Linked DNA regions of Hordeum vulgare: region 2 is linked to region 1. A link is a contact called in public Hi-C data. All regions are on one chromosome and are shown on one strand. Each heading gives the region's core, a stretch centred on a gene start, on an enhancer-like site or on the middle of the called end of the contact. The rest is flanking DNA. Distances are from core to core; before and after follow the strand shown. Region 1 holds the start of LOC123395774 (probable inactive receptor kinase RLK902). Region 2 has its middle 21 kb from the start of LOC123399915.

Region 1 (2,700 bases), core at 11-2,510:
ACCAAGAGCGCCGCGACGGCGCCCGCAGCAATACCGGCAATCGCGGCAGTGGAGAGCTTGCCGCTCTTGCTGTCCTCCGGAGAGGCCGGAGGAGGCAATGGCAATGGCGACGGCGGTGGTGGTGGCGGCGCAGTGTTCGCGCACGGGCTTAGAGGGGCGCCGCATAGCGCTGTCCCACCAAAGGCGCTAGCCGGTCTTCCGGCGAGCGACGCTGGCACAGGGCCGTTGAGCTGGTTGTCGGACACGTTGAACAGCTGAAGATTAGGAAGGTGAAGGTCGGCAGGGAGGGTGCCATTAAGGGCGTTGTTCTCCAAGTACAGAGTGGCGAGCCGGGGAAGCTTGTTGAACTCCGGCGACACTTCGCCAGTGAAACGATTATTCGAGAGGACGAGCCGCTGCAGCAAGCCGAGCGAAAAGAACCCTTCCGGTATCTCGCCGGCGAGCCGGTTGTCCTGGAGGTAGAGGTACCGGAGCTCTCCGCAGTTGCCGATGTCCGTGGGGATCCCGCCGGTGAGCGCGTTAGAGCGGAGCGACAGCGTCCTGATCGCCGTGAGGTTGCCCACGGTCCCCGCCGGCAGCTGACCGACCAGGCCAGCGCCAGGGAGCTGCAGCGCGACGACGCGGCCGCCTCCGGTGCTGTTGTCGCACCCGACTCCACGCCACCCGCACGGCGACGCCCCCGGCGACGCGTCCCACGGGAGCCCGGGGCCGACCGCGGCCCGGAACGCGAGCAGCGCCGCGCGGTCCGCCGCGAGGTCCGGCACGGCGCACCGGAGCGTGGAGCACCACAGCGCGACGGCGAGGAGCAGCAGGCTGCGGCCGCGCCCCGGCAGCGGCATTACCGGTCGACGAGAGCTGACGCGCAGCGCAGAGCCCGTAACGATGGAGTTGGTCTCGTCACCCGATGATCGTCCGAGAGACGTAAGGATGATATGGAAATGCAGAGAGCTGCCTCCTACGTATACGTACTACTCCTTAGACCTTATAGTTAAGTACTCGGCTACTAATCTTAATCTACTGCTAGCCCTCGGTGGAAGGAGTGTGCGGCCATATTATAGGAAGAAGTCAAACTGATCTACGCGGGAAGATGATGCCTGATGCGGCTAGCAGTAGCACTCCACGCATCGACCGGGAGCCATGGAATAGTCGTCCGTGTCCCGGTGAGAGTGACAGGGACGTGCCGAATGGAAGCTAGCGGTTCGCACCTTGCAGGAAATAGAGGCGAATAGGGTGCACGAATCGACTGATGTGTGCTACAGCTCGACCGGGATAGCTGCTGGCCGGAGCAAGCACGGCCATGGCCTTCCATTTGGAGCGTTTCCTTCGGACGTACTACGTCTAGACCCCGTCCCTTGTACGATCTTTGCAAGGACAGCCGTGTCTATCAGATTAGCCAGCCTTCTCGTTCGCTGATTGCGTGCGGTGCGGTACGCTAACGTGTGCGGGTGTGGGAGCCGGTGAATCACATCACATGGAGGCATGGAGCGTGGCTGGATAGTGGTGGTAGAGTAGCGGGGCGCGCGCGCCAGGCCGGGGGTTTAAATTACCATTTGCGTCCGGATCGCGCGGGGGGGGGGGGGGGGGGGGGGGGGCTAAAAGCCTAAAACTATGGACGGTTGACGTGCGCGAGCGTGCGGGCCTCGGAGTCGAAGGAATCACGCGCATGCACCGGTAGAACTATGGTTGTGCTGCCGGCACGGGGTCGGAGGGCCTGTGGCGTGTGCACCTGTTGTTGCGTGTTGGTCGTGCGCCATCTTCACTCTACTCGCGTGTTTGACGCTTGAACTTTTTTTTTTGAGATAGCTCACCCTTTGATGCTTGAACTCGACGTCTTTCAGCACAGCCCAGCCCGAAAATCTGACGGTTAAAAGCGTGCCAGACAATAAAATGCTAAACATACGGAATTCTTCCAAAGGAATTCGGTCCAATTAATGTTATAGATACAAAGGGGTACGGAGATTTACAGGTTGGTTAGTTTTGATTGTAGATTAAGAGAAAGGAGGGCCTATCCCATGAAAATTGAGGGGGGGGGGGGGGTAGTTAGCGTCAAAGGATCGTAATCTTTTGTAAGTGAATAATGCAAATGCAATAGAGCTCCTAGCAAAAATTGGGCAACATAACGGTTGTAAATGCTCAAAAAGTATTTTGAGACATCCTGAAAAGATTGGGTAGCATAACCACTCAATTTCATAGTTCCAATGTTCCGTAACCGAGAGTTTTTGTCACACGGGAAATACTCAAAAACTGGACTGAGACTCAAAACAACCATTCCTACAAGTCTACACAGTAGTAACTCGTGATCCTAAGAAATAGGTGAGGATTCTAGTTTTTAATCCTCGTAGAAAAGACGAGGGTGACTCATAAGAATGATTCGAGCGAAGAAGGAAAAAGAGCCTTACGTTTCCTTCCATAATCAATTCCCTTATACAAAACTAAAGCATTTCTAGACTCAACTTTAACCGGTTTGGCTTGGTAATCCTAGAGTTAGGCATGCTCTGATATCAACGCTATCAGGATCCCGATCCTAAGCCATGCAAATCTAGCATGTAACACATCACATCACTTTGTGGCCTCGCGCACGGTAAACTCCACGGCTGCCACCTTACCTTGGCTGAGACTGTTTGTGTCTTTTGGCTCACGTATATGAATATGTCGGTGCCAATCATATGTTAGAGAACCCGGGTCGGCGTGACTAGTTAT
Region 2 (2,854 bases), core at 238-2,737, 310 kb after region 1:
GACCAAATAGCCAACAATGTAACTGAGAGCTTAACAAATATTGCATGTGAACACGACTCCATGAGCATGAACAGCCAGTTTTTTTGCATTTGGCTCGGTTCTAGAAGAACTGAACCAAAGAAAAAAACAAACATAAAACCAGATAAAACGGTTCTAGAAGCTTCGAAAAATATAGAAATAGAGGGCCGGCCCGGTCATACACATAGGCTAAACTGATGTGTGACACAAAGCATGTTCCCATGCAGTTTGGTCCGTTCTAGTGAGTGTGGGGGCACGTGGTACCTTCTTTTTCATTTTGTATATACATTTTCCATTTTTTTTATTTTGTACCAACAATAGAAAATGTTCAAGAGTTCAAAACAATGCTCATGGATTTCAAAGATGCTCATCAATAAAAATGATTAATATTAAAAAATATTAAATATTTAATAGTTAATGAGTTCAAAAGGTGCTCCCAAAAATTAAAGTTATTTTTCCTTGAAAAAATCAAAAAACAAATCCCGGAATTCATTGTTTTGCATATTTAAAAAATCACATTTATTTCACAAAAACATATGTTATAAACAAAATCCCAAAATTATTTTTTTCGTAAATGCAAAAATTGTTCACGAATTCAGAAAATGTGCAGGATTTGAAATAGTGTCACATATTTCATTTTCGTGTTTTTAGTAATGAAAAATAATAAAAACTGAGCTGTAAACTAAATAAGAAGCCAACAAAAAAAGCAAACATGAGAAAAAGTATGATAGGACAATCCTAGAATCTTCCTAAAACAGGTAAAAAAAGTGGACCAAACCCCGGGAGGTCCTATTGGATGCCATTTGCGTCCAGCAACGCGCGGAGGCAATCACGACTGGGCCAGCCCACTAACAGAGAACAAAGGATAAAATCAGAATCATTTAGATAAAAATTATAGAACATTCTTCCAATTTTGGAACATTTTTTTTCAAAAATCCGAAACATTTAGATAAAAAATTCGGAACATTGTTTCAAATTTTGGTACATTTTCTCAAATTCTGGAATAGTTTTTAAAAATTCCGGAACATTTTCTTAAATTCCGAAACATTTTTCCAAATTCCCAACTATTTTTAAAATTCGCGAATATTTTTTAAAATTTAAAACATTTTTAAATTTCTGGAACATGTTTTTGAAAATCCGGAACAATTTTTGAAAGTCCGGAACATTCTTTCAATTTCCAAAACATTTTTCAAATTCAGGAACATTTTTGAAAATCCAGATACTTTTACAAAATCAAGAACACTTTTTGAAAATCTAACAAATTTTACAAACTCCAGAACATTTTTCTAAAATCCAGAACAATTATTTAAAAAGTAAGAACATTTTTCGAACTTTTGAAGATTTTTTGAAAATCAAGAACATTTTATTAAAACAGAAACAGAAAAAAACGGTTGGAACCTCTGGAAGGTTCCCAAAACTGGAACACTCGAGCAGTTATACGGGCCGGCCCTGTGCGAAGCACCGGCTGCTTGACGCATCGAGTGGCAAATAGGATATTCTCCAAACCCCACCCACACACACGTCTGTTAGGCTCTTATAAGGATTTCCCCGCGGCCGAACACAATCCTGCGATGCAGTCTGAGCCAACCCAGCACAGGGCACCTTGTATTTTCTTTCGTTTCCCCTTTTGTTGTTCACCACAATTCAGAAAAAGTTCAATTGTTTGAAAAAATCTCAACCATTTTAAAATGCCGTATATGGAGAAAATAAAAATGTAACTTTTTTAAAAGTTTGTTAACTTAAAAGTATTCCTGTGTTGAAATTGCAGATTTTAAAGTTATTCCCAAAATTCAAACAATATTCAGAAATTTGAAAAGTGTCGTTGGATTTCATAATAAGTTTCTAAATTTTCATTTGTCTTGCTAAACTCATAAGAAATTTTCATGGATTTAATAAATGTTAACGAAGTTCCTGATTTCAAAGATATTCAATAATAGGAAAAAAAATAGAAGAATTGAAAAAATAATAGCACAAATAGGTAAAAACACAAAATAGGTAAAAACGCAAAACAACCTATCAATCCTGAAGTGCGACTGCCGAAAGGGTGTTTCCTATTTCGTACTGCAGGTAAACCACCAGTTAACAAAATGCACCTTAACTGGCGCCGACAGATTTCAGCAATGGCCTAGCCCATCAGACGTCGGGTGATGAACTTTTTTAAAATTTCGATGAACATTTTTCAAAATTGATGAATTTTTCTCCGAAAATCGATTTTTTTTTAAAATATTACAATTTTATAAACTTTTTTGAATACTCATGATTTTTTTTTGAAAATTGATAAACATATTTTTGAAAAAATATAATATTTTTAAGAATTGATAAAATTTCTAAAGATATATGACCTTTGTTCGGTTTAATGAACTTTTTTAAAATTACAGGAACTTTTTTGAATTTATATGTACATTTGAAAAATTGGATGAACTTTTTTTCAATTTGAATGAACTTTTTCAAACTGATAAACTTTTTTCAAAATTGATGAACCTTTCTTTAAGAAATGAACTTTATTTTGCAAATGGATGGACCTTTTTCTTCAAATCTGTAAATCTTTTTCAAAATGGATGAACCTTGTTGTATTGGATGTCCACAAATTGTTTGTTTTCCTGCAAGAAGAAAGAAAGATTTGTTCTGTACGCATGTGTGTTACAAGCCTACAATATCGATAATCCATGGATCTCCAATTCATTTGGAGAGGGTCGGCTGAATGATAACAAATACTGGGACAGACATTGTTCAATCTGTTAATGTATATTTTTCGTTTTGTTTGAAAAAAATTAATCTAAAAAATTAACATTTAATTTTTATGGTTATCGCCATTTTTAATATGAAGTGAATTACA

What was found. Hi-C and Micro-C count contacts between places; a contact is called where the count stands out from the background.
Region 2: a Hi-C map of leaf shows a contact between it and region 1, with 2.3 times the contacts expected there. The contact joins the enhancer-like site here to the promoter of LOC123395774 in region 1. A contact is called at or near these places in 2 of 6 Hi-C or Micro-C datasets (leaf and seedling).

The regions. Positions count from the first base shown.
Region 1 is chr5H:423,646,940-423,649,639 of MorexV3_pseudomolecules_assembly, forward strand. It overlaps LOC123395774 (probable inactive receptor kinase RLK902), which reads right to left and starts at 1,261. Exons shown (of 1, transcript XM_045090803.1): 1 at 1-1,261. The coding sequence starts at 839.
Region 2 is chr5H:423,955,449-423,958,302 of MorexV3_pseudomolecules_assembly, forward strand. No RefSeq gene overlaps it. Among protein-coding and RNA genes, the nearest start is that of LOC123399915, 21 kb to the right of the region's middle. Within about 2 kb of position 1,488, at least 3 of the 3 cell types and tissues checked have open chromatin away from gene starts, as enhancers often do. A contact at or near this core is called in leaf and seedling, where this site is marked.